Linked DNA regions of Mus musculus: all the other regions are linked to region 1. A link is a contact called in public Hi-C, HiCAR-type, HiChIP or PLAC-seq and Micro-C data. All regions are on one chromosome and are shown on one strand. The core of a region is the stretch at or near the end of the contact, and the rest is flanking DNA. Distances in the headings are between cores, read along the strand shown.

Region 1 (3,719 bases), core at 587-3,086:
GCGGCTCTGACTTGCGCCCCGATGCGGTGGCTTCCGGGCCACCGTGAGCCGAGTCCCCGCCGCTACCTCGGCTCCCAGCGGCTGGCTCGGGACTGGGTTTGGCTTCCTGCTCTTTCTTGTCCAGTTCGCCGGCCCCGCCGCCGCCGTTCTTGCAGTCTGAGTGGTGTGGTGAACCTCCGCGGGAGCCGCCGGGAGAAGACGAGTTTGATGAGGTGGAGACCGATGCCCCGTGCGGGGGAAAGGGAGGGCAGGCGGCGCTGGGGACCCTGAAGCCCGCCTTGTCTCCGGGGGACGAGGAGGACGAAGAGGTGGTGGAGGACACCGACGAGGAGCCGCTGTCTTTGCGGGAGTCGCCGCCTCCGGAGCCCTTAGAGTAGGGCTTGAAGCTCGACTTGTCCTCCGCGGGGGAGTCCCCCAGCTGCTTGAGCGCCGCGGCCGCGGAGGCGGCGCCGGGGGCGGAGCGGCTCGGGTCTTTCTCGGATCCCAGCCCGTTGGCCGCCGCCGCCGCTACGGAGTTGAGCTTGGATGAGGGCGGCGGGTCGGGCTTGCCGATCTGCGAGCAGGTCTGGGCTAGCAGAGCCAAAGGACTCTTCTTGGCGTCCAGCTGCGGGAGACAGTGGCAAAGGGGAGGGAGAAGGGGGTGAGACTGGGAGACTCACTAAGCGCGCGCGGAGAAGCTGAGCCGAGCACTGTGGGCGAGCGAAGGGAGCTGAGCGAGGAGGGTCACGGAAGGAGGGCCTGGCTCTGGCCGAGTAGCTGGGCGGAATGACACTTGCCTTGTGGGTTAGTCCCCGAGTGTGACATGGGCGCTGGCGCGCAGGAGAAATGGCTCAACCACAGCCCTCCCGGTTAAAGGTGACTTCTCTGTAATCCGGATGGTGATTCGCCCCTTTCCAGATAATTTTCCCATCTTTTTGGGCCAGGGAAAAACTTAAGCCTTTAGTTTGGGAGAACTTCGTTTGGGACGGGTTTCTGGTGATGGCGCTCGGTGTAAGAGCAGGGAGAGGCGCCTTCTAAAGGCAGAGCCGCAGTTGGCCCTGTGAGTAGCCCCTCCCTCTCTCCTTCCCTCCCTTTCTCCCTCCCTCCCGGGGAGGACACCCAGAGAAGTAAGATGAAGAAAGACCCAGGATCCCGAGTGCCTGGTTGTCTGCACTGTGCCCCTAAACAGACGGGGGAAGATGCAGAGGGACACCGGGTGGAGGCGAGGGAGGCCCAGAAGCCGTCTTTGGACAGGACTCTAAGGGGCCAGAGGAAAAGTAAAGGACTCTGGGCACCATAAGAGCAAATCCAGTCGGTTAGAAAACACGCAGCTCCAAAGGGCGACTGGGCAAAACCCTTCCACCCATGAGTCTAGGGAGAACCTGGGCGGGCGGGGAGGGGGGTGTCTGGTTCCTGCCTTCCGTCCCTCCTCAGGAGGTCCGCCTGCGTGGCCAGCTTCGGGCCTCGCGTCGCTACGGGAGGTGGGGTGGGGTGGGGGGTGGTGGAGGGAGCAGAGCCATGGGCCCAGCATGGGTGGAGGAGTGGGGTTCAGTTCTGGGTGGGCAGCGCCCGGAGACTGACCTCAATTGGGCTGACGGGTGTGGAGGACAGCGGTTGCAGGTACTCCGGGTGCAGGAGGTGACCGGTGTGAGCGCTCAGCATCTTCAGGACCCTGATAGGGAGCCGGTTCGCCTGGCGCAGGGGGTCCGCCGGGGGCAGGAGGGACACCACTGCCGGCACCGCCGGCCTCTTCCCGCCGCCGCCGCCGCTGCTGCTGCCGCCGCCGCTGCCGCTGCTTTCGGGTGTCCTTGGGTTAGATCCAGCGGGCGAATCGCTCATTTGGAGGAGGCAGTGCCACTGGGGGGGCGGGGAGGGAGGGGAAGCTCCGGGAGGCGAGCTCCCGGGGCGGGTGGGCTCGCTCCGCTGCGTCGAACGCCGTGCAGCAGCCGCTGCGCCTCCGTGCCGCCTCCCCTCCTCCACCGCCGCCGCCGCCGCCGCCGCCGCCGCCGCCGCCGCCGCAGCTAGCCCAGGCGAGCAACACAAAAACCTTCGCCTTCCGCGAGCTGCACGTCAAATAGCCGCGATCTGCAGCCACACTTCAAAGGGATCGCCGCGCCCGCCCAATCGCAGCTCTCTCCCGGACCCCGGGGCGGGGAGAGCGGAGGGCGGAGGCGGGCGCCGCCGGTGGGCGGGGAGAGTCTTAAAGCGCCCTAGCCGGTCGCCGCCTCCCGGCCTTCGCCCAGCGCTGGATCTGCTCCCCTTTGCGGGTTGTGCCCGGCTGCCCTAGCCCACGGGTCACCCAAGGGACGGGACTTCTGGACACGGGCTCTGTGCCCTCTCCTGTTGCCTGCTGCTTCCCACTAGTGTCTAGGGTGGAGACCGGGGTGGGAACGCAGGGCGCCTGCTCCGGTCCTAGGATCCAAGCCTCTCCCCGGGACCGCCGGGGGGCGGGCTACGCCTCGGGAGCTCGGCAGCTTCTCCGAGCTGCTTCGGCCGGTTCTCTTTCCCCTAATTGGCCTCTCCCGGATGTGTTCACTTGGAAGCGCCGAAGCCTTGGGGGCATCCACTATTCCCTGGGCGCTGCCTGAGCCCTTCCAACTACTTTGAGCCTGTCCAGTCAGACTGGAAGTGGAAGGACTCCCTTCCCGGTGAGACGGTCTAGGTGAAGCGTGGTTGAAGGTTTGGCTCCCTGGCCAGGAAGCGTCACCTCAAAGCTCCTGGAACGCCCCCAGGGGCGCTCTGAATTATAGATCGTGTTTGGTGTGTTTCAGGGTTCTTGTCCCGTTTAAAGTCATAAAGCTACCTCACTGTGCTGTGACGAGCTGAGCTGCCGTTTGGCGGCGACGTGGTTGGAGGTAGCATCAAAGTAGAGGCCGATGTCCTAGAGGAGGGGGGGGGTCTCAGCATTGCAGGACGACACAAACTCTAGAGACTGCCCCATTGGTTTCCCCTCCGGCGAAATTTCGAAATAAGACCTTTTTATTAATAATAACAGTACCCTCTCGGATTCCCCCAAGCCTTCCGGAAAAAGTACGTATTTACACTTGGCAGAGATTTTTACATAGTCATGGTCCTGACCATAAAGTTCTAGATCCTTGGCTCAATCGACTGAGCTTGGTCCTTTGTGCCCCAGCTCTGGAGTGACCACTTTTGCGTGCCCTCAGTGGCCAGTGGAGGCGCGCTGGTGTCGCTGTTCCTTTTGAATACCCTTTTCCAGTCGTGATTTGTCAGTCACTCTGACCATCAAGTTCTGACTTTGTAGGAGTGTTACCCAGGACTATCTGGTTCTGACTGCCTGATGCTGACTCACGGTTGTTTTTTTTTTTTTTTCCCTGACTCTGATATCATTGACTCAACACAACGTGAGAGCAAGAGATTCCAAAGGGGTCGTCAAAGTGAGCGGAAGGAGCGAATCATAGAACAATCATGAACTTCATGATGTGCAGGAGAGAAGGCGGCAGGCAGCTTCCAAGGCCACATCCGTCATACACAGAACTCAAACTCTCCCTGGAGCCACAAGGTTTGATAAATAAATGTGCATAGGTTTCTCAGAAATTACCCGACTGTCCCTTCCCTCTCTTTAGATCTTATAAATTTAGTGAATAGCCAGAGATGCCCTGACTCTGATGATATGGTCCATATTGCAGCAGGAGGGGCAAGAGAATGAATGGAAGGGAGGAGGATTTTCTCATTTATTTTATAGTACAAAGTTTTACTCTCTTCCCGCAACTCCCATAAGC
Region 2 (3,719 bases), core at 520-3,019, 2.0 Mb after region 1:
AGTGATGCAGACCTGTATCTTAGTGCTAGGCACAGTGATGCAGACCTGTATCTTAGTGCTAGGCACAGTGATGCAGACCTGTATCTTAGTGCTAGGCACAGTGATGCAGACCTGTATCTTAGCGCTAGAAGGCTCAAGCAAGAGGAACCTGGTTTTAAGGCTAGCTTGGGCTGTAGTGAGACCTTTTCACAGACAGACAGACAAACAACCAACCTACCAGCACAACAAAACTCAAACCAAACCAAACCAAACCAAACCAAACCAAACTTCATTGGGTTTTGAGAGACCAAGTTAGATGCACTCACTTTAAGGCTATACTACTGGCTTCTCTGGAATGTTTTATCCTCAAATAAAATCATAACTGACAGACTCTAGCTACTTCCAACGGATATGGTGCAGGCCGGCTGTCACCTGCATGAGGAACTTGCTCCAAGTGCGTGTGTAACCAAGAAAGGCCAGTTCAGCACCAGCTTTACAAAGTGCATGGCTTTGCTGTTGTTGCTGCTGCTCTGTTAAGAAAAGCCTTGCTTTGAAAGTACAGTCGATGTCTTGGCTTTAATTTGTTAGTTTCAACAGTCAAAGGAAGCAATACAGGTTGGTCTTTGCACTTGGGTGGCTTGGGCACAGGCATGGTTGGTTCCTGAGGAAAGCAAATGTGCTCTTCAGCCGTTAAAACCTTTGTCATGTTTCCAGCGACAGTTATACGGATGAAGTTGTAAAAAAAAAAAAAAAAAATCAAGTCTGTCTGTATGCCCTTCTGTAATTCTTTAACAGCACCCGGCCATGCTTCCCACGAAGGTGCCTGTACAAAGAACAAAATCCTCACCTTGAGACAACCATAACCAAGCTCCTGGGAGGCAGTTGCATTTCCAACGTGATCCACTGGGGCATCACAGTCTACGAACTCGTCGGGTCTGCAAATCAGTAAGATTTTTCATCAGTGCCTTTTGCCGATTGCTTCTGTGTCCGCACGCAATGCTATTTTCGTTCCTCTTTTAATATCTGTTCCTCCTTCTGTACTGGGAACTGGATACGCTAGAGGTGCTATCTACCTTTGAGCTACATTTCCAGCCCTTGAATTTTCTTTCTTTCTTTTTTTTTTAAATTTGAGACAAGTTACCCAGGCTGGCTGGTTGGCCTTGAACTCATCCTGTAACCAAGGCAGCAGAAAGGGTGCAGGAAGTGGAAGGGTTCTGTAGCCTACATTACTCCTTCCCAGTATCTACCACTAACACACAGTTTAATTGCTTTCTGTGGCAGGGCAATTGAGAGGCACCAGTCCCGGAATCACCTCCCCGAGGTGGAAGCAGCCTTCCGCTCCCACAACCAACAGCTATCCCTGGCCCGATCCCCCTCTAGGTCCGCCCGCCACGTCCCGGCAGCTTACAGGTAAGAGCAAAGGATGACTGGCGAGTTGGGGTCGCTGTATTCCCAGCTTGAGGCCGCGGGACCCTCGAGGTGAGCGGCGCCCGAGGGTGTGAGATCCAGTTCGGCCGTAGCATTAAACGAGTGGCTCCGAGAAACACAGTGCAGCAGCAGCAGGTTCCCCAATAGCAGGGCCGCCTGGCCGCACAGCAATAGGTAACTCACAGGGCAGCCGCCCAGCACCATCTTCCCGGGGGCCGGTCCTAGAGACCTGGCCTAAAAACAAAGCCAGGCCGCCACGGCCCACCGGAGCCCGGCGCTGTCAGGCCTCTCTCTACGTCGGGTACGCAACCCTCCGTTCCACAGCCAACCCGTGCGCAGCTCGACGCTCCGCCTGCCACTACGGCCAATCAGAAACGGCCAGGGGAAAGGTGTGGCCTGGCTTCGCTCCGCCCTCCAGTAGACCCTTCACTGCTGCACGGAGCGGAGGGAGGGTGGAGCTTCCCTTAGCCCCGCCCTCCAGCCCCTCCTACCTTCTCTAGTCTCCGCTGAGCGGGCGGAGGGGCGGAACAGCCGGGCGCGAACTGGAGCGGCGGCGGCGGCGGCCGCCGGTGGGTTGGCCAGACTGTATTTTCCCTACGTCAGCCTCTGGCCGCGGGATCGGGAAAGGGGCGGGGTTTTTGGGGGGGGGGGGGTTGCTGCGTCAGTGCCGCGCGCGTGCTCGCCGAGGGCGAGCGCCCCGCCAGCCCGGGGGCCCCCGCGGGGTTGCAAGGATGACCGAAGGGGCGGAGGCGGCGGCCGCGCGTTGAGCGGAACCTGCCGAAGCCCTCGCTATGGGGCCGCGCGCGCTCTCGCCCCTTGCCTCTCTGCGACTAAGGTGGCTGCTGGCGTGTGGCTTGCTGGGCCCAGTCCTCGAGGCCGGGCGACCAGGTGGGTGCCGGACGGGAACCGTGCTGTGGGGAGTGAGTGCTGGGTGGTGAGGGCTGCGAGGCGGACCCTGGGCTCCGGCTCCCCTGTCAGCGCTGACCCGGAGCCCGGTGGCCGGCGGCCGGCTGCACTGTGGCGGTGCGCTCGCTACTCCCGGGCTGCAGCGAGTGCTTTGCGGGTGGAGTGGCTGTCACCAGCTCTGGGCTGGGAGATGGAACTTTTGCTTCAGTCTATCAGGATTTGGGGTTTGACGTTCGCCGTCTTGGACGACTCAGCAGTAGGTCCACAGGGATCCCGATGGAGAAGAGGGCGGGTTTTCCTTGGGCCGTTTTTTTTTTTTTTTTTTTTTTTTTTTTTGTTAGTAAGGATACTTAAAATAATAAAATCAACGAAACGCTACGTTTCTAGAGCCTGTAGTTCAATCTATCTAAATCTGGACAAAGAATCTCTGCTCTGTTTAACCCAGGGGATTATCGGAAAGAATTAAATTACTGTTCGCCAGCACATCTGAATTGTGAAACTTCCCGTAAATATGTAAGATATTTATATTGTGGATGATGAAACTGAATGGGAACACACTAGGTTCTTTTTTTCCTGGAAATAAGTTATTTATTTCATCCTTTGTATTAAATTAGTGTTTGCATGGCTTAGTTATCTCTTTGAGCTCCGGGAACACTATGGACAATAGAAGGCTTTACAAAATTGTTGCCTTCAAAGGTGATGAGTGTAGATTTGAGTTCAGGACCGCTGACCTTCACGAAACTAATTACAGCTTCTTGTCTTTGGCTTTCTCCTTTTTAATTAAGTTAGCGTCCTCCTGGAGTTTATAAATACTGACAAATTTTCAATGGGATGCTTCCAGGACGTGTCTGATGAAACGTGCTGTTCTAGTTAACAATATCGCTATGAAAGGAACTGAAATTTTAATAATCTCTAACTTCTTGTGTTTGCCAGCAAAAACCAGATTATATTTTTAGTACATGTATATGTTTGTTGTTACACATGGGCATAAAAATGAATGGAATATCCTTGTGTTCTTCAGTTGCTGCTGCAATGGGCCAGCTGCTCACATAGGCATGAGTATTCGCTTTGGAAATCTATCCAGCCTTCATCAGGAAGGAAACCCATTCCTGATGCTTTTGGAGGATCTAAAGGGTGACCATGTGGACTAAGATATAGGAGAGATGCTGAAGGGTTTTTTTTTTTTTGTTTGTTTGTTTTTGTTTTTTGTTTTTTGGTGTTGTGTGTGTGTGTGTGTGTGTGTGTGGTTTTTTTTTTTCCTTTTTTGAAAGTGTGATTTTTGAACTGAGCTAAAAGGGTGAGAGAATTTCAACTTAAAAAGAGTGGAGGGATCCATTATAAACATAAGGAGCTTTATTTTTACCCCCTCCAAGAGTAAGTGGTTATAAAAGAAAACAACTTGTTGG
Region 3 (3,719 bases), core at 357-2,856, 1.8 Mb after region 1:
TTCAGGGCCGGGAGCCCTGCTGGAGATGCTGCCCCTTCTGGGGTACATCCCCAGTGTGGACTTGTGTTTGTACCATCTCTTAGGTGTTCTTGGGCATATCAAGGTTATATCTGGGTCTCTGCTGCTGATGGTTTGGGAAGCAGGATTAACCAGGCAGAGAAAGCCCTGAGGGACAAACTGTAATTCCGAGAAGTTCTGGAGTGCAGGAGCTATGCAAGGCACACGAGGATCGGGAGGAGGGAAAAAGAGGGTAGCAGTCTCGAGGAGGAGGAATGATCAAGCCCAGGTAAGGACTTACATGGGTACTATTTTCAAGCTACAGGGGTTTCTAATCTGAAGATTTGCTTGATCATAAACCCAAGACAACGACAGTTGGATAGTCTTGGCATAGTTCTTGTAGACCTAAAACAAAATGACTTCCGCTCACATTTTTAAAAAAAAAGTCTTTCAACACTTTTGACAGTCGTGTTTATCTCAGGCAAGAAGCAGTAATGGGCTCTAAAGTATACTCCTGCCTTTTTTTTTTTTTTATTATGGTAGGATACCTGCCAAGCCTTATCTTACATGTTTGCTTGTCTTTGTTATGAAGTGTATAAGACATTTGTGATTCATCTGCAGTACACGACGTGGTGCCAGCTTCTTTCAGGGTAAGCTCATGAGCATCCTGAAAATCTTCGCCTGACTTTGTTCTGAATTTTGGAGGCACACTCTCTGTGGGAATTGTAGCCACCTCACAGATTCTCTGAGACTGAGAAATGTCAGTATTATGGAAAACACACTGATGAGCTAATGGTCTCAAACTTGGCTTTGGAGGAAATGAATTCACTGGGAGAGAGGACCTGGGGCAGTCTCTTAGTGGAATCCTTCAAAGATAAAGGGGGGAAAATTCTTCTCTTCACCTTCAGAGGTAAAAGCCTTATTCTGAAGACTGTCACCAGATCTTGATGGCTCTGTACTGAAGAAGCAAAGGACATCAGAAACCAAGGACCCAGGAATTATCTGAAAAAAGCCTAAAGTTATGAAAAGAAAGAACAACAGGAAACGGCTCAGGCCGTCTTATCAGGGGGCAATTTTGCATCTATCCCAGGTCAGGGCACTCCGGAGCCCTCATGAGTGTGGCTTGGTGAGGGCAAGACAACTTCAATTCTTCTGTAACCTGGGAGCCTTCCAAATCCTGGGCGTAACAAGGATGGCGCTGACCAGTGTCAAGGATCGGGTACAACACTCTACAGAGGTTCTGAGTTGTTTTGTTTTTAAATAAGGGGCTTAACTTCTGTACAGCGCAGCTTCAGCCACGCCATTAAGTCCTAGCGGCAGGAAACACAGATAAAAGGGGAAGAGGAACAGCGCCGCGGCGCGCACACGCTCGGAAATGGACGGCGGCGGCGCGCGGCGCGCGGCAGGCGCGGATCCCGCGGGGAGGGCGAGCGCGGTCGAGCAGCCCCTGCCCAAGGCCGGGCGCGACCAGCGCGGCGGGGGGAGCGCGCTTCCAAGCGGCCGCCCCCGCGCGCCGCGCCAGTAGTTCGGTCCGAGGGGGCGGCTCCAGGGGCGCGGCTCCGCGGCGGCCGAGGCTGCTCCAGGCGGGAGCGGACCCCAGAGCCCAGCGACGCGGAGCAGGGCTGGCGGGGGAAGAAGCGGGCGGGCGAGCGGGCACGCGCGGGGGCGAGCTTCGGCGCGGCGGCCCGGAGGAGCGGGGGCGAGCGGCGCTGCGGGGCCGTGGGAGGAAGCGCTGCGCCCGGCCCGACGGCGCTCGTTGAGCCACATCCGCGGGTCGCCGGCGACGTTGCCGGCGCCTGTCAAGGCCCCTCCATTTTGAAGGAAGAGGCCGCCGTTCCCCCACCGCAGGGGCGGCAGCCGCGCTCATGGCGTTCAGTCCCTGGCAGATCCTGTCGCCCGTGCAGTGGGCCAAGTGGACGTGGTCCGCGGTGCGCGGTTCGGGCGCCGGAGAGGACGAAGCCGGAGGTCCCGAGGGCGACCCCGAGGAGGAAGAGGACTCGCAAGCCGAGACCAAATCCCTGAGTTTCAGGCAAGTACACCGCATCCCAGCCGAGATGCAGGCGGGCGCCATCCTCCCACCGCGGTCAATGCTGTGTGCGCGCAACCGTGTTCCCGGCTCTGCTGCCCGCAGCCGGGTCCCCGCTGTGTACCCGAAAGTTCGGGATGTTCTGTCTGCCCGTGTGCTTTTCGTCCTCTGTCTTCGCTGTAAGCTTTCTGAACCCAGCCCCGAATCCGCAGTCTGCGCATCCCGGTTTGCCTGGGTCGCTTTCTCGAAGCGTCGACACCCCGGCTCCGACGCAGCGGCACCGGGTAGTGGCAGTTGATAAGGCCAGGTGCGATTTGTAGCGTTTTCCCCTTGTGGGCAAGAAGTCGCTCCACCGCCCTTCTTGGCCCCGCAGTGTCCTAAAATGCAGCCTTGGTAAAAGAGGATCGCGTGATGACAGGTCCCTGGCAGCTGGTGAGAAATGGTGGTCTCTGCTGAGCTGTCACACGTGTGATTGTGGAAGGCAGGTGACGGCATTTTCAGCTTCCAGTGACTTCCAGACAGGTAGAGGCCTACGGAGAAGAACAGTATAGCTAGAATTGGCTTAGTTTGGGGGGTGGGGCGATATTAATTTTTACGCCCCTGGAAAGGGTTGATTGGGAAGTCTTTTTGTGTGTGTGTCTGTGCGTGTGAAAGGCAGCGATGACAAAAAAAAAAAAAAAAAAAAAAAAAAAAAAAAAAAAAAGGTCCTGGTGAGAAGCTTCAGAGGACGAAAGAGATTTCGGGGAGCTAGGATGCTGGGCATCGCTGAAAATGCTGCAGCCGTTCTCAGGCTGGGTTGAGGATTGGTTGGTTGTAAAGTTAGAGGCGCTGTACTTGCACTTTGGTGGCTGAGTACGTTTTAAAGGCAGTTGGAAATACCGTTGACTGTGGTAATGCCTCGTTTTTCCCCCTCGGCAGCTCGGATTCTGAAGGTAATTTTGAGACTCCTGAAGCTGAAACTCCAATCAGATCGCCTCTCAAGGAGTCTTGTGATTCATCACCGGGATTGGCAGAACCCGAGGCCAAACCCCAAGGTAACAAAACTTGAGTTTTCTACCTTTTTGGTTTTAACTTAAAAAAGAAAAAGAAAAAGAAAAATTTAAAAAGGATGTGTGCGTGCCCTGAGGACCACTTCAGACAGGATGAACTGGCTCCTTGCTGATTTGGATTTGTTTTTGTAACATAAACGTTTTGATCATCTGATGATCCAAAGCTTGCTTTATTCTCTGACTAGAGACTGTATGAGGTCATTTTTTTTCCCCCAGCCACTCCTGTTAGACTTCCTTCTAAACCCCGAATAAGTAAAAAAACGTAGCAATGGCTGGTCTGGTTATGTTTTAGATTTGGCCTCAAAGATTTCAGAGACTAGTTGTTTTCTACAAGGGTGTGGCTAGACACCAAATTATAGGTAAGAGTTGATTTTTGAGTTAGCAGTGTTAGGCAGTTTCAAAATTGCTTGCTTTTCTCTCCCACAATGGACCAGCGGGGAACCCTTCAGTCTAACCAAGAAAATCCGGTTCACATACTGTCCTTTCTACCCCCACCCCACCCCCATCCGAACCTAGTACCCGCCCTTTAATTCTCAATGCCTCTGGCCCACTAAATTAATGGAAATCTTTTTTTGTCACACTTAAAAAAAAAAAAAAAAAAAAAAAAAAAAAGACAGGCTCTCAGATAGCCCAGGCTGGCCTTGAAC
Region 4 (3,719 bases), core at 605-3,104, 1.5 Mb after region 1:
GGGAGGGGAGGAAGAGGGATGTTTAATAATGTGGCTGCGGTGTACCCGTGTAGGGTGAAACGGAACCAGATGCGGCAGCTACATCTGGGAAATGGGGGGTGGGGTGGGGGAGAAAAACGCCGTCGAAATGCTTTGCAAATGAGTTAATAGCTTCTACTAGGCCCAGAGAAAGAGAACTCCCTCCTGCACTCCCAAGGTGTCCAGCTGCCTCACTGGGTGGGTAACTGTTTATTACAAACCCCATCTATATATTTAAAAAGTCAGTAAATTCCTCTAAAAATATGAGTACTAGGTTGTCTTACCCCGCCGGAGACACTACAAGAGGAGGCACAGGAGGTGTGGAGAGGGGGTCTGGGCCAGAGAAGCAACAAGCGGGCAGAAGAGGGCTCCTCCGCACCGGACAAGTTCTCCTCATTTCCTCCACTTCCCAGAACGATCCAGACCCCGAGACCCCCCACCCCCCGCTTCTCCAGACCCCTTCAAGAGTCCTCTAGGTCTAAGATAAAATAGAACATTACCACCACCACCACCATCACCCCTCAAAAGGGGGGGGAATCTTTGCTCGCTCTCCGCTAAAGCCGATTCAGCCATTTGGTGACGACACCTCCTTCAAACCTATTCCAAGACAAGCTAGCCTTCCCCGCCACTTCCTTTCCTCTTCAACCCCCCAACCTGGACCCCAGACTTGCCCGGAGGTAGGAAAACACTTGAAAAGATCCCAGATGTAGGGTGTTGAGCTTAAAGCCACCGGCTGAAACGGGGTGAATCCGCAAGAGGACCAAAAGATAGATGATGTACACACACACACACACACACACACACCCTCCATCTCCCGGCCCATTCCCGCCCTCCTCCCCAGTAGGGAACACACAGCTTCCGCCGCCTTCTCCTGGGCCAAGAGGGTCGGGGTCTGGACTCGGAGCGCAGCAGCCTCCTCGCTAGCTCCGGAGCGCGAGTTGGCGGAAAAGTTAGGCAGCGGGCAGCAGCAGCGGGCCCAGCGCGCGGGGAGGGGGCGCGGGCAGCGACACTGGCCGAGGGAGGAGGGACAGGGGCGCCGGGGAGGGAGCGGAGTCGGGGGTGGGGTGGGGGATTGGAGGAGGGAGGCGCGGGCTGCGACTGGCGAAGCGCGGGGGCCGCTCGGGACGCCCAGCCAGCCGGCTCTGCGGGCGCCGGCGACTCTTACCTCACTTGGCGCTGCGGTCCCGCCTCTGGAGAGCTCGCCGTGGCGCGGCGGGTGTCTGTGTCTTGCGCTCCCGCCGCTCGTCTCCGGGCTCCGTTCAGATCCTGATGGGGTCTCGAGGGCTCCGCGGCCGAGGCACGACTCCCGGCGGCACTCCGAGCCGGGCGCCTCCAGCCCGGGCGGGAACAATGGAGCCGAAGCTGGTGCCCCGGAGGCGGGGCGGGGGGGAGGGCTCGGGTCCGCCGCCCGGGGTCCCCAGATCGTGCGCCCCCCGCTCTCCAGTACGCAGCGGCGGCGGTGGCGGCGTCTCAGGCTTCTGGCAGCCCGAGTTCCATCACCCCTCCTGGGGCTCCGGCGTGCATTGACTGCAGCACGGCTGTGGTGCGCCCCTGGGACCTGAGAAAAGTCCTCGGTCTCCGCTGCTTTTCCAGCTGCGGCGCGCGCTCGCGGCCGGGAAAGGCGAGGTCGCCGCAATGCGCTAAGCACAGTCTCAGTCCAGTCCGGACGTCTCGGCCCCGCTTCCCTGCGCAGCCCGGGTCCTCTGCACGCAGCGGCTGCACCAGGGTTCCGGCTCCCGTTCCGCGCCGCCCGCAGCGGAGAGCCCCGCCAAAGTACCCGCAGGAGCGCTCCGAGCGCTGTGCGCCGGCGAGGCGCGAGGGCTCGCTCTCTCACTCCCACCCGGCGCTAGTCCCACCTCCTCCTCCTCCCCTTGCAGTTGCCTGCTGGGCCTTGTAGTTCTCAAGCTGCAGCCCCGGAGAAGCCTGGAGCGAGCAGAACTGCTCTACAGTCTGGTCTAACTTGAGTTTTCGCCTGGAGGGCGCCCGAATTTCAGACTGTGTGTAGATCAGCGATTTGGGGACAGGAGTGGAGGGTGGGGAGGGGCGGGTGCCTGGCTATAATTTTGAGGTTGCACTGGGCAACTTGGTCTTTGGTTATCTCTGTGCCTTGGGGTATGATTTTCGTGCTCTAAATCTCGGTTTTCCCGTCTCTAAAAGGAATAAATAGGACCCTCACATAGCTTACAATATACGAACTGTTTTTATTGATGGATCGGTTGACTTTCCCCCTCAGACCCTTTCCTTGGATCTCAACTTTCCCCAGCCACATAATTTAGGTTTTGTGGTTCACGCTGGAATGGACCCTGCAAATTCTACAGTGCTGTTCATGGTAGCCTTAGAAATCACCAGCTTTCAGGAAGCAACCGAAGAGAGGAGGGGTTTTTGTTTTTTTTTTTTTTCGGATGGGGGGGGATGTTTGTTTACTTGCTTGCTTGTTTTGTTTTGTTTGCCTTAGGAATTAATCAGAGTCAAACCAGAGCCTCCACAGTATACTATGAACCTCAAAGAAAATCGCTGAAATGCCCTTCCCACCAGGTCCCTCCACAGAGATGTTAATCTGTGGCTCTTTAATCCAATGAGTCCAGTGGACGTGAATCATATTGAGATTGTTAAAAAATAAAAATTTTTGATCCTGCTTGGACATGAGAAATCCCGATGTTTTGATGAAGCATGCTAACAATTCTGAGACAGCCAGTGGGGCCTTCGCCTCGTTGCAGGAGCTCACTTTCCAGCAGTCTAAAATGATGATGTACATATGCAATCCTAGCCCTGGAGGGTCAGAGACTTAAGATCACCGTTGGCCACATAGGGACTGAGACGACAGCCTGTGCTTACAGACCCTGTCTCAAACAAATCAAACACAGGGGTTGGCGATGCAGCTTTGACAAAGGCAAAGACAGTGCTTTGATTCCAGCACACTCTAGACCTGACTAGGTGGTTGGTACCTGTTGGTTTGCTGCATAGCAGTGGGGTGGGGGCTCTGCAAATTTTCCTGGTGACTGTGATGTGATGTCTACTTGGGGACCACTGGAAGGGTGGAATATGTCACACTAGGTGTGAATTCCACCACTCAAAGACTTTGGGCATGTCACGAATCTGATAAGATCTAGTCCCTCTATGGGTCTCCCCCATGAGAAGCAGACTGAATGAATGTAAGTGTGCCAAAAGGGTCACACATGTGAAAGCCATCATGAGGGGGACTGTTCTATTCCGCTTCCACAGAGCAAGCCATGACAGCTTGAATACCAAACAATCCAACTCTTCCCTCCACATTGAAGACTAAGAGTTTCTAAGACAGTTTTCTATGTGACCACCAGGTGAAAAAATGGGAAGCTACGGAGATATTATCACATTTGTTTATCTCCAGTAAAGGGTGGAGGAAAAAGAAGAAGGGCTATTGATGAGTTTATTGGTGTATTATTGGTTTATTGGGTTGGTTTTTGTTTGTTTGTTTTGTCTTTGCTTTTAGAGATAGTCTTATGCTGTAGCCCAGGGTAGCCTCAGACTCAAGGACTCTCCCACCTTTTGCCTCTTGCCTCCTGAGACAACAGTTTGTAAGACACCACCACACCCACCAAAGCTTAATGTTTAGCTGAGTGTGCTTAGCATATACAAAATGATCTGGGTTCAGATTTGGAGGAGGGGTAAAGAGAGAATACATTTATTGAGTGCCTAGGAAGTAAATATTCAGGAAGTATTTT
Region 5 (3,719 bases), core at 377-2,876, 1.4 Mb after region 1:
CGACAACATGAAACCATTTTTTAAAGAGAAAAATCAAATTCCGTATGAAGATTTCAGAAGCATTCCAGCCTTCGACCCCGCAGAAGAAAGGTTTTTTTTTTTTTTTTTTTTTTTTTTCTCAGTGCTGCCCCTCTGCCACCAGGACCTCACAACCTCCTTCGCCAACCCAAGACCTCTAGGCAGTTTCGGAGACTAAAGGGTGAGGAACGGAATCATCAAAGTGATGTCATCAGTGACTCCAATTTGGGTTACAAAGGCTACTATCAGACCTTACTCTGGTAGGGCCTCCATTCAAGGAGTTCTCGAGGAGTTGGCTAGACTACAGAATGTGGGCAGGCAGGGGGGGGGGGGGGACGCAGCTTTGGTCCTGTAGTACAGACGCTGCCTCAACTAACTCCGACCCAGAAGTGACTTCGCGGGCTCGTGCGGGGGACCTTGTTGCCTTCCGCGCGGCTGCCGTGAAGGACGCGAGCCAGTCCCAGGATTTGAGAGCTCATTGGATGGTAGTGGCGTCACTCGGAGTGACGTCACAGGGCGAGGCGCAGGAGGTGGAACCATGGAGACTGGGCTTCCGGCCCCTTTAGCGTGGGGGCGGGGAGGAATTGGGAAGGTAGGGTTGGGGCCTTAGTCACCTCGCAGCGGACAAGGGCTCCCTCGGCGTCTCCCGTCAACCCCGATCTCTCCCCTAAACTTTGGACATTCTCCCCTACGGTGTACCTGACCCCACTCCAACAATCCCCAGACCCACCGCAGTCCTCCCCACTTTCCGCGGAGACTACCGGCCGAGAGCCGAGGGCGCCTTTTGCACCGGTGCGGCGAGCGCGGGGTGCAGAGGTAACCCCGCAGCGCTGGGCGTGGGGTTCCCCCGAAACGCCGGGCAGACTGCCTGGGAGTGGCCCGTAGCCCCGGGGCCAAGGGCTGGGGAGCCTCCGCAACAGGCCCGGCCTCCCTCCGGAGGAGCGCTGTCCGCGGTGGGGCTGGTTTCCGAGGTGCTGTGCCCGGTTCGCGATGTTTACTTTTTAGCTGAGGTTTCCATAGGGTGGGGTTGAGGGCCTGGGGAACCTCCTTCCGGCACGATTGCGAGATCGCAGTGTTATGCCAGTAGCTGAGAAGCGGCTCGGGGTGGAGAACGGTTTTAGTTAAAGGTACAGAGCTTAGTTCGGACTCTGGAGATTCTGCATCTGCGCTTGAGCCTTTAGTAGATACCATTATGTCTTCGCTGTTCCCACATGAAATTAGTGAGAACTTTTAGACTTTTGGGTTGGTGGTAAATGAATCCAGGGTGCTTACTTTCTACTTGTATTTTCTGGTTACAGATAAAGATGTCTTTCTCCTTTTAACCGTCGCAGCAGATTATTAGACACTATTGACCAGAAATTTAAAAAATTAAAAAAAAAAAAGCCTTTGGAGGCCACATCGTCTTCAGGATCATCTTCTTAGAACCCATTTCTGTGTGTTTGGATCGAAAAAGTACCATTTTCAAATCCAGAGCTAAGAAAATACTGAGGCTTTTGTAAATGAACTTGAAGGAAATTTTACACCTTGAATATGCAAATCTCTCTCTTTGCCTTAGTTTTTCTTAAAAAAAAAAAAAAACCACCTAAATTCTCATGTTTAATTGATTCCTTTTTAAAATACTAAATTGTTTGCTTCTTTTGCCTAGGTCTCTGTGTTGGTTAGTTGAAACAAAAAAAATAAACATGGCCTTCTACAGTTATAATTCATTCTTAGCTATTTTCTGGACAAGGTAAGGCTTGGAGTTTCCCACAAAAAAAAATGTATATAAACTCATGCATCTATATGAAAAACATGTGTTGTAAAAGACGTGGTGACAAATGCGTTTAGTCCCAGCACTCAGGAGACAGAGGCAGGCTGGTCTCTGAGTTCAAGGCCAGCCTGGGCTACATATCAAGACCGTCTCAAAAATATACATAAATAAATAAAGGAAGTAACCAACAAAACAAAAAGATTGGCTTAGTACAGAAAACCTTGCTGAGTTTTCAATACATTTCAAGGAAGAACATATTTTAATTTGAACTGCTTTAGAATGTAAGCTGAGTAATTTTGGAAATACATGATAGAGGAAAATAGATGAGACAGTTTTAGAGTGGCATTTCTGTTATTGATGAAGATTACACGAGGACCTCAGGTGTAAGGAAAAGTAAAATGGCTCTTAAACAAGCTTAGCCCAGGACATGTTCCAGTCTAAGGTCCCTTGTCATCTCACTTGTGCATTCAGAAGATTAACTGAACACTCACCACTTGCCACATTCATTGTATATTTTTCCTTTTGTCCATTTATAGGCTATATTTTGATATGTTTAAAAATTGCATTAAAGAATGGGAAAAGGCCATCCTTTAGCCAAGAACAACAACAAAAATCTCCCCTTCTCTCTTTCTTTTTTCTTTCTCTTTCTTTTTTCTTCCTTCCTTCCTTCCTTCCTTCCTTCCTTCCTTCCTTTCTTTTTCTTTTTGTTTGTCTTGGGGTTTTGTTTTTGTTGTTTGTTTTGTATCTATGTCCTGGAACTCACTCTAGACCAAGGTGGCCTCCAACTCAGGCATCTGCCCACTTCTGCTCCTGAGTGCTGGGTTTAAAGGTGTGCACCACTCTTGACTGACTGGCTGCTTGGTGCTATCTCTACTTGGCTGTGTTTTATTTATGTTCTAGCTTAACTACAGGATTAGAATATAAAAACCATTGGTCGAAGTGCTCAATTCTAATTCCTATTTTTCAAAGTCTCTTGAGTAATTTCAGGGAGATTATATTTCATCCCTTTGAGGGAATCTATAGACACATGGACAAAACAGTATCACCTGATTGGTTAATCCTCACAGGGACTATGAAGTTGTTTCATCAAAATGTTCTTGGTTGTCAGTAGAGTAGCTAACAGTCAGAGCTTCGGCTACTTTATGAGAGTAGAGACAGTACTGTCATATCATCCCTGACAGAAATATGTTTTTGAATAGATACTTTTTCTAATAAGACATTTTAAATCTTTTTGTTGCTTAACTACTCAAAAAGAGCATGCCCCTGACACCCTTTTGGAGATCACAGGGCATCTTATGAAAGTCAGTTCTATCCTTCTACCATCCGGGTCCCAAGGATTTAACCAGGGTTTGACAGCAAGTGCTTTTACACCCTTGAACTATCTCACTGGCCACTAGATGTTTACATTAATAGTTTCAGAACTTGGAACTTGCTATAGCAAATTACTCTTCAGAATTAACTTACTGATATTTTTCATAAGAATATGTTCAATGATTGAGCACAACTCAGCTATTTGAACACTTGCCTAGCATATGTGAACTTTTTTTTTTTTTTTTGGCTTTGGTTCCCAGTATAGTTTTAATGGTGCACACCTTAATCTCAGCAGTAGGGAGGCAGAGGCAGTCAGATCTCTGAATTCCAAGCCAGCCTGGTCTACCAGCAAGTTCCAGGAGAGCCAGGGCTATATAAGCCCTGTCTCAATGTCAGTTTAAAAAAGAAAAAAGTTAGCCAGGCGTGGTGACACACGCCTTTAATCCCAGCACTCTGGAGGCAGAGGCAGGCGGATTTCTGAGTTCGAGGCCAGCCTGGTCTACAAAGTGGCTTCCAGGACAGCCAGGGCTATACAGAGAAACCCTGTCTCGAAAAACCAAAAAAACAAAAACAAAAAAAAAAAAAAAAAAAAAAGAAAAAAGTTGTATTTCTGGCTGGGGGTAGAGGAGGCTTGTAGCTC
Region 6 (3,719 bases), core at 880-3,379, 1.2 Mb after region 1:
ACTAAAGCAATAACAAAACTCACAAGTCCAAGGTAGATATATTCTAATGATATACTTTGTTTTTTTTTTAAAGATTTATTTATTTATTATATGTAAGTAAACTGTAGCTGTCTTCAGACACTCCAGAAGAGGGAGTCAGATCTCGTTAAGGATGGTTGTGAGCCACCATGTGGTTGCTGGGATTTGAACTCTGGACCTTCAGAAGAGCAGTCGGGTGCTCTTACCCACTGAGCCATCTCACCAGCCCCCTAATGATATATTTTGATGGGTTATGAAAAAAACCGTTATGTTTTCAGATTCCAAACTGCACCCTAAGAAGCCGCATCATTCTGGGGGCTCCGTGTGTAGCGCAGGAGGCTAGCACACCCAAGGCTCTGAAGTTGATCTCTGGCACTGCAGAATAAAAAGTAAGGTCTAAGGCTTGAAGAGCTGACCCGACAGAGCATCTGTTGCTCTTGCATGGGAAGGATTTGGCTCCCAGAACCAGAGTTACCATCACCTGAAACTCCAGTTCCAGGGGATCTGCTGCCTCCTGACCTCCACAGGCACCAGACACACACATTATATACACACATAGTAAAATAAATCTAAAATGTTTTAAAATATCAGTGTTAAGGACACCCTGCTCCTGCCCCCCAAATGGGGGGAGGGTTTCCAGTGTGGCCTAGCGTGACTGCACGCACAATCCCTTGGGACAAGGCATGAGTTTGATTCCCAGGACCCCTACAGTGAAAGGAGAGCTGATACCTGAAAGTTATTCTCTGAATTCTACACATGAAGCAGCACATACATGACACACACACACACACTGCATTGGCTGGTTTTGTGTGTCAACTTGACATAGGCTGGAGTTGTCACAGAGAGAGTAGCCTCCCTTGAGGAAATGCCTCAGTGAGATCCAGCTGTAAGGCATTTTCTCAATTAGTGATCAAGGGGGAAAGGCCCCTTGTGGGTGGGACCATCCCTGGCGGGTAGTCTTGGGTTCTATAAGAGAGCAGGCTGAGCAAGCCAGGTGAGGCAAGCCAGTAAAGAACATCCCACCATGGCCTCTGCATCAGCTCCTGCTTCCTGACCTGCTTGGGTTCCAGTCCTGACTTCCTTTGGTGATGAACAGCAATGTGGAAATGTAAGCTGAATAAACCCTTTCCTCCCCAACTTGCTTTTTCGTCATGATGTTTGTGCAGGAACAGAAACCCTAACACACACACACAGACAAATATATAAATGTAGTAATTTTTAAAGGTCGGAGACCAATATGGGGCTTCATAGCAAGGCCATCACAAAACAACAACAAAAAAAATCACACAAAAAATGGTGTTACATTAACGTGCAGATATTGGTGTGTAGGTGTTGACTTGCAGAGACTATGTGGTTTTTTTAAAAAAAAAAAAAGTCCACGTTTTGTTCCTTCTCAGTTTCTGGGGGAAAAAAAAAATCTCGAAGCCTTGTCTTATAATCAAGTTAGAAACCAGCAAAGCCTCTTGTCTTTCCTTCCCGTGGCACCTGCTAGTCAGGCGCTCCAGCGACAATCCGCATCTCTAGCCCTGCCAGTCTCCAGAGCGCTGGGCTTACGTGAATAGCCACCGCCATCACCCTACATCAACTAGGTCAAAAACAAAAAACAAAAAAGCCAACAAACAAAAACCTCATTTGCTGCCTCTTACAGCATCCGTATTCTGTCAGACTCACCTCTTAGGCTTTAGGGATAACTTTGACAGCCTCTCAATCCAAATAGAGGGAGGGAATGGAGGACAGACAGACAGACAGAGCCTTCAGTCACCCCAGTCCTGCCCACCGGGGTTGCCGGGACCCATGAGGGGTCAGAAGGTCCGATTTTCCTCCTTCAAAGCCTCAGCGCAGGCAAGGCCTCCCGTGCGTGTCCCCCACGCCCCTAGCGCGTGCCCGGCGCGTGCCCGGCGCCCGACGTCTGCCCGCAGGAGGAGCCAGGTCTCGCGCGAGTCCCCCAGTCCTCACCGCACATCTCGCGACACTTCGGAGGATCTTTCTGCGCCTCCGGCTCTCACCGGGAGCGCAGCCTCCGCGGGCGCACTGCTCTCCTCCGCTGGAGCGCTGAGGAGCCCGCGGTGTGGGGATTGGGGCGCGGCCGCAGGCTCCGCCCGTCCGCCCCGCCCGGCTTGGGAGGTAGGCTGCAGCGGCGATGTGGCCCGGGCTCCCTCCGCGAGGGCTGAGAGCGCGAGCGGCGGTGTGGACGAGCGAGTCCAGGTCCGCGCGGGAGCCTGGGCCGGGGCGAGCCGGGGGTGGAGAGGCTCCAGTGTGCACGGTATCCCGGGGCATCCGTGGACGGCTCGGCTGCTCTCCTAGATCCCGAACTCGGAGCCCCGAGCTGGCGGCGGGAGCAGGCCGAGGTCTCGGGAGGATAACGGGGAGGCCCGGGGAGTGTTGGTTCCTGAGCTGTGCGGTCCGACCGTGCCCGGTGCAGCGATGCCGCTCGTCCATCTCCCGTCCTGGGCTTTTGGGTTCTGCTTCTATGTCTGCAGCGCTAGTCCGCCGGGTGCTTTAGTGCTGGGGTCGGTGGGAACTCGCCCGACATCCATCGCCCCGGGGGCAGTTGAGGTCATTTGTCACTTTTCATCCGAAACTCTGGCTCTGCGTCTCGGTGGGTCGATGCGCAGCTATAGCCTGCAGGCAAAGTTTCTGTTTGGGCGTTAAATGTACCAGAGCCCGTATTGAAGCACACTGGGAGGATCAGCCAAAATGGTTCTTAAGCGATTAGTTCTGTTTTCTGTATAGTAAGATTCCAATAGTTATGTAAATGTGTGTGTAATTAGAAATGTACAATAGAGCCTGGGGCCTTAAACCTACCTGTTATTACTGTCTGACACACTAAATGGTTTGTAGTGTGCACACCTGGAGGTAGGAAATTTCCAGCCTTCGCTGGTGCTGCTACTTTTATTGTGAAAATTGTGGTAAAACACCCTGTTGCAATCAGTTTTGACCGTGTGTTTCTTGACATTTCTGGGTTTTCTAAAGAGCTTGTTGTATGATTAGACATTTTTTAGTTTTCTAAGGAGAATTGGAAGCTCAGTATAGAATGATGGAGCTGAACATTTTGTTTCTCTCCCCAAATAATTGTGTGTGTATAAAAATTATGTAGCTTTTAAATATTGCTGTTTTCAAGAACAGCTTCCAAAAATGGTTATTGAGCATATGAACATTACAGTGTTAATAGATGCAAAATAATTCTCCTGATAGTTTTTTTTATTTTGTCTTCTAGAGCGAAATGTCATCGGGGGAATCACACCAGGAGCAGCTGTCTCAGTCAGATCCGTCCCCATCCCCGAACTCTTGTAGTTCCTTCGAACTCATAGACATGGACGCCAGTAGTTCCTATGAACCCGTTTCTCCACATTGGTTTTATTGTAAGGTACTAGATTCCAAGGAGCTCTGGATTCCTTTCAACTCTGAGGATTCACAGCAGCTGGAAGACGCATATGGCTCTGGTAGGAAGAAACTGATGACTCTAATAAAAACTAACAAGTAATATCCTCTACTGTGATAGCCACTAACATGAAATTTCAGAATTACACCATTTTCATCCTTTTAAAACTGTATTAAATTTCTGCATAGTTATCAAGTATTTTTCTCTATTCTAGCTTGTGTTTGACTTTTTAGTCAGAAAGTTTGTGTGTAGAGTCGTCACATTGCAGACTGAGCTAACATGTCGCTTTTGTTCTCATGTAACAAAGTGTTAGTGAGGA
Region 7 (3,719 bases), core at 682-3,181, 1.2 Mb after region 1:
GCTGAACCAGGCATGATGGCACCTATCTTAAATCAGAGCAAGGGAGAGCAGAGGCAGGGGCATTCTAGGATAGCCAGGATCATGGAGAGATCCTGTCTCAACCCAAGAACAAACAAAACAAAAACAAGCAATAACAACAAAAACAACTCGAAAAAACCAAAAGGCCCCATAAAGACTGGGACAGACACGTTCTAAAGGTTGTATATCAAATGAAAGGGTCTGAGATCCACAAAGTCCAAGAAGGCTTGAGAACACAAGCGCGTTTAGTAAGATAGCAGACTTGTTGTTAGAAGCTTCGGTAATTCACGTATCTAAGGAAAGGTGAAGGCAAAAAGTTCCACTAAGAGTATTTCATCACACTTCATAGATAGGCTTATAAAGTAGTGTATATGTGTATGCAGCTATAATACACATATAAATATATATTAATATCTATACCTGTAATATATGAGCAAACTTTAATATGTTTATCCCAGTCTATATAATCACAGCTGCTCTCTAATTTGCAAACTCACACAAAACATTTTTACTTGTTTGAAGTTGTAAATCATTTTGCTTTTGAAAAGTCACAGTATTAAAATGATTTTAAAATGCTGATTATAGACCTGAGAGATGGCTCAGTGCTAAAGAGTATTGTCTGGTCTTCCAGAGGACCCAGTACCCTCTTCTGTTCTCTCCAGCACCAGGCAAGCTCGCAATGCACATACATACATGCTCATATACAGCGGTTTTTTTTTTTTGTTTGTTTGTTTGTTTTTTTAATGCTGCTTTAAAAGTTATATTCATCCCAGCACTTGGGAGGCAAAGGCAGGAAGATTTCTGAGTTCCAGGCCAGCCTGGTGTACAAGGTGAGTTCCAGATCAGCCAGGGCTATACAGAGAAACCCTGTCTCGAAAAACCAAAAAAAAAAAAAAGTTATATTCAAGGAATCATACACAGGTAAGAATTCGGGGCGGGGGAATGAAAGTGGAGGCTGGAGAGATGGTTCAGAAGAGCACGTGTTGCTCTTGCAGAAGATCTGAGTTCCTTTCTCAGCACCCACACTGTGACTCTGTAACTCGGTCCATAACTCCAATTCCAGAGGATCCCAAGAAGAGAAAGTCATCTGGCTTCGTGGATACCAATATGCCCGTGGTTTAATTACATGTAGACGAGACATAAATACACAATAAATTAAACCTTTTAAAACCGAAATTGTAACCTCTTTATTTTTACAGGACTAACCTCCTTTTAGTAAAAGCAAAACTGTCAAACAGAAAAGAGTAAGTTTGAAGTGACTTAGCATTCGCAGAAAATCCCGTTATTACGTCCGGCACCTGTCTCTACAACTTTAATCTGAAAGTGCTAATGACCCTTACAGAAAAAGGAGAGTGCTAGTGGCTATACAACAGAAAGCCTACGTTCTCTGCTAATTAAATTCAACTGCTGTTGTCGGGTCTGGTGAGTCCTTTCTAGAAGCAATCTCCATCCATTCACTGTCAAACGCCTTACGAGGGGCGCAGCATCCGACTTGGGAACGCGAAGTGGCTCAGGCGACTTCCTTCGCGTGCTCTGCCCTTCACGTTCCCAAGTCGGATGCTGCGCCCCTCGGAAGGCGTTTCACAGCTTGGGGGGCGGGGGGCGGGGAGGTGTTACCCGCTCAAGGACAGAGAAGGCAGCTTGGGAAAAGGCTCCGTCCGAGGCTGTGAAGGCAGAACCACCCCGCCCGGGCCCAGAGATCACTCTCTGGGCCCTTGTCGAGGGACGCCCACTCGAAAAGGGGTCCCACACCAGGCTTCCCCCGAGGGAGAGGTTAGGTACTCACTGTCGATGTCCTCGATGAGGCTGGCGGTGCCGGGCATATAGTTCATGTTTGAGCTCTCGCAAGGCTGCACCGGACGGCCGCGAGGGCGTCCAGTCGCCCGTCGGCGGGACGCGGACGGGAACCGGCCGCTCACCTGCAGCTCAGACACCGCTAGTCGCCGGAAGCGTTTCAGGTGACCCCACCCACTTCCGGTATCGCCTGCCCGTCCGCCGAAAGAGGCGTGCCGGGCGTGTTGCCAGTCGGTGGCCGACCACGTTCTCTTCCCCTCCAGTCAGTGCAGTGAAGTCCAGGTCGGAAGGGCGGAGGATAGGCGTTTCCTCACGCGTGACGAGCGCTGCCCCTCGCCTCGCTTTCCCGACCCGAGGCCCGGATTGACCCGTACCGTCCATGACCGTTCCGCGCTCGGCGTGCAAGGGGCGGGACCGGCTCGGGATTGGCTGTAGCCGTCCTATCCCCCTCCGCCGCTCGCCAATAGCGGCCTCCCGCAGGCGCCTGCGCAATGGGACGGTCGTGGGGGGCGGGAAGCGCTTCGCGGCAGCGGAGCCCATGTCGGCCCTGAGGCGCTCGGGCTACGGCCCCAGTGACGGCCCTTCTTACGGCCGCTACTACGGGCCCGGGGGAGGCGATGTCCCGGTGCACGTACCTCCGCCCTTATACCCCCCTCTTCGTCCGGAGCCTCCCCAGCCTCCGGTTTCCTGGCGAGGGCGCGGGGGCGCCCCGGCCGAGACCACCTGGCCGGGCGAAGGCGCAGGTGGCGATGGCTACTACCCCTCGGGAGGCGCCTGGGCAGAAGCGAGCAGAGCCGGGGGAGGCCACCAGGTAAGCTTCGAAGTCTTTTCCGGGGCTCCAGTCGGGAAGTCTTGGGCAGAGGTGAGGACATTTGGGGGTTTTATACTTAGGGTCTGTTAGGACTCGGGTCTCTGATTTGTTCTTCTTTTGGGGACGGTGCAGAGACGAGGACCAGAGATGCGAGGGGAGCTAGGCTTGGGTTCCATTTGTCCCTTCGTTTTGTTTGTTTGTTTGTTTGTTTTTGCTTTTTTTTTTAACTTCAGCCATCATAAGTGTTCTTGTTAACCACGAAAAAAAAAAACGAAAAAATATTCTGCGCTGACTTCCTAAGCTTAGTAGCAGGCTGCAGGATCTCTTTCCCGAGAGCGTAGGTTAGCGTGATTGGGCTGTAACAATTTATCCTGCGTGGCTCGGGGAGCTGCAGCCCCAGCCCTTACTCAGCAGCCCCTCCCACGGGGAAGGGATCGAAACGGGGCGGGCTGATCACTTAGTTCCTTATCACTAAAGCTTTGCCTGGAATTGAATCAGGAGGGATCAATGTTGCAAAGTACCTTAATGTTCTATTTAATCATCGCAAGACTGCAAGACAGATGTTATTAATGCTTCCCAATTTTTGAATGGAGAAGGCTCTGAGAGACCGACTTGCTTAGTATGTTTGGACCTGTAACATTTTGTTGCTTGCATACATGCCAAAAGTGTGTTTCTATTTTATCTTCGTATGGGGCTATCATTCTAGGATGGTGGCACACATCTTTTGGCCTTTGTAACATTCTTACTTGCAGAAAATTAATTATAAAATTCTCACATATCCACGACGGGATTGTAAAATAGTACAGTGCTTTGGAAAATAGCTGGGTCGTTCCTAAAACTTCTGACAGAGAGTTAATTTATGATCTAGCAGGTCTACTTGTAAGTATACTCAAGAAATAGAAAACAAGGGCTGAAAAAACAAAAAACGACAAAAAAAAAGTCTGCTGGTGGTGGCGGCGCATGCCTTTGATCCCAACACTTGGGAGGCAGCCGGATTTCTGAGTTTGAGGCCAGCCTGGTCTACAAAGTGAGTTCCTGGACAGCCAGGGCTACACAGAGAAACCCTGTCTTGAAAAAAAAACAAAAAACAAAAAAA

The links. Hi-C and Micro-C count contacts between places; a contact is called where the count stands out from the background. HiCAR-type assays count read pairs that join an accessible place to other places. HiChIP or PLAC-seq counts read pairs in DNA pulled down with a chosen protein or histone mark.
Region 2: a HiCAR-type map of astrocytes shows a contact between it and region 1, with 3 times the contacts expected there. The contact joins the promoter of Tm2d2 here to the promoter of Zfp703 in region 1. A contact is called at or near these places in 2 of 484 Hi-C or Micro-C datasets (CD4 T cells and regulatory T cells), 3 of 115 datasets of contacts at active chromatin or transcription factors (astrocytes, pancreatic cancer cells and thymic regulatory T cells) and 1 of 9 other capture datasets (adipose tissue).
Region 3: a contact with region 1 is called in a Hi-C map of CD8 T cells, with 2.7 times the contacts expected there. The contact joins the promoter of Tacc1 here to the promoter of Zfp703 in region 1. A contact is called at or near these places in 1 of 484 Hi-C or Micro-C datasets (CD8 T cells) and 2 of 115 datasets of contacts at active chromatin or transcription factors (astrocytes and embryonic forebrain).
Region 4: a Micro-C map of embryonic stem cells shows a contact between it and region 1, with 3 times the contacts expected there. The contact joins the promoter of Fgfr1 here to the promoter of Zfp703 in region 1. A contact is called at or near these places in 2 of 39 promoter capture datasets (hippocampal neurons and liver), 2 of 484 Hi-C or Micro-C datasets (both in embryonic stem cells) and 1 of 115 datasets of contacts at active chromatin or transcription factors (embryonic stem cells).
Region 5: a contact with region 1 is called in an H3K27ac HiChIP or PLAC-seq map of large pre-B cells, with 7 times the contacts expected there. The contact joins the promoter of D830025C05Rik here to the promoter of Zfp703 in region 1. A contact is called at or near these places in 4 of 39 promoter capture datasets (hippocampal neurons, liver, pre-B cells and 1 more), 2 of 484 Hi-C or Micro-C datasets (embryonic stem cells and uterus), 6 of 115 datasets of contacts at active chromatin or transcription factors (astrocytes, bone marrow-derived dendritic cells, embryonic stem cells and 3 more) and 1 of 9 other capture datasets (adipose tissue).
Region 6: an H3K27ac HiChIP or PLAC-seq map of cardiomyocytes shows a contact between it and region 1, with 6 times the contacts expected there. The contact joins the promoter of Ddhd2 here to the promoter of Zfp703 in region 1. A contact is called at or near these places in 1 of 39 promoter capture datasets (hippocampal neurons), 1 of 15 datasets of contacts at CTCF or cohesin (large pre-B cells), 2 of 484 Hi-C or Micro-C datasets (CD4 T cells and the N1E-115 cell line), 6 of 115 datasets of contacts at active chromatin or transcription factors (astrocytes, bone marrow-derived macrophages, cardiomyocytes and 3 more) and 2 of 9 other capture datasets (embryonic stem cells and liver).
Region 7: a contact with region 1 is called in an H3K27ac HiChIP or PLAC-seq map of thymic regulatory T cells, with 10 times the contacts expected there. The contact joins the promoter of Lsm1 here to the promoter of Zfp703 in region 1. A contact is called at or near these places in 9 of 39 promoter capture datasets (3T3-L1-derived adipocytes, the C10 cell line, the SN4741 cell line and 6 more), 1 of 15 datasets of contacts at CTCF or cohesin (the NIH/3T3 cell line), 2 of 484 Hi-C or Micro-C datasets (both in embryonic stem cells), 8 of 115 datasets of contacts at active chromatin or transcription factors (the NIH/3T3 cell line, bone marrow-derived dendritic cells, embryonic forebrain and 5 more) and 1 of 9 other capture datasets (embryonic stem cells).

Annotation. Positions count from the first base shown.
Region 1 is chr8:26,975,453-26,979,171 of GRCm38.p6, reverse strand. It overlaps Zfp703 (zinc finger protein 703), which reads right to left and starts at 1,836. Exons shown (of 2, transcript NM_001101502.1): 1 at 1,561-1,836; 2 at 1-604. The coding sequence starts at 1,818. Gm39150 (a long non-coding RNA gene) reads left to right here and starts at 3,257. Exons shown (of 4, transcript XR_001778540.2): 1 at 3,257-3,499.
Region 2 is chr8:25,015,261-25,018,979 of GRCm38.p6, reverse strand. It overlaps Tm2d2 (TM2 domain containing 2), which reads right to left and starts at 1,769. Exons shown (of 4, transcript NM_027194.3): 1 at 1,388-1,769; 2 at 827-914. The coding sequence starts at 1,611. Adam9 (a disintegrin and metallopeptidase domain 9 (meltrin gamma)) reads left to right here and starts at 2,058. Exons shown (of 22, transcript NM_001270996.1): 1 at 2,058-2,295. The coding sequence starts at 2,199.
Region 3 is chr8:25,199,429-25,203,147 of GRCm38.p6, reverse strand. Tacc1 (transforming, acidic coiled-coil containing protein 1) reads left to right here and starts at 1,606. Exons shown (of 13, transcript NM_177089.5): 1 at 1,606-2,026; 2 at 2,942-3,057. The coding sequence starts at 1,863.
Region 4 is chr8:25,516,894-25,520,612 of GRCm38.p6, reverse strand. It overlaps Fgfr1 (fibroblast growth factor receptor 1), which reads right to left and starts at 1,854. Exons shown (of 18, transcript NM_010206.3): 1 at 1,184-1,854. It overlaps Gm31288 (a long non-coding RNA gene), which reads left to right. Exons shown (of 3, transcript XR_003947368.1): 3 at 1-925. RefSeq lists promoters at 1,715-1,929, 1,715-2,689.
Region 5 is chr8:25,594,390-25,598,108 of GRCm38.p6, reverse strand. D830025C05Rik (a long non-coding RNA gene) reads right to left here and starts at 1,626. Exons shown (of 1, transcript XR_003947362.1): 1 at 1-1,626. Letm2 (leucine zipper-EF-hand containing transmembrane protein 2) reads left to right here and starts at 613. Exons shown (of 11, transcript NM_001364069.1): 1 at 613-834; 2 at 1,664-1,747. The coding sequence starts at 1,701.
Region 6 is chr8:25,752,690-25,756,408 of GRCm38.p6, reverse strand. It overlaps Ddhd2 (DDHD domain containing 2), which reads left to right and starts at 2,129. Exons shown (of 18, transcript NM_028102.1): 1 at 2,129-2,223; 2 at 3,236-3,461. The coding sequence starts at 3,242. Gm17484 (predicted gene, 17484) reads right to left here and starts at 1,929. Exons shown (of 2, transcript NR_154462.1): 1 at 1,690-1,929.
Region 7 is chr8:25,783,803-25,787,521 of GRCm38.p6, reverse strand. It overlaps Lsm1 (LSM1 homolog, mRNA degradation associated), which reads right to left and starts at 1,931. Exons shown (of 4, transcript NM_026032.1): 1 at 1,805-1,931. The coding sequence starts at 1,850. It overlaps Bag4 (BCL2-associated athanogene 4), which reads left to right and starts at 2,313. Exons shown (of 5, transcript NM_026121.3): 1 at 2,313-2,623. The coding sequence starts at 2,351.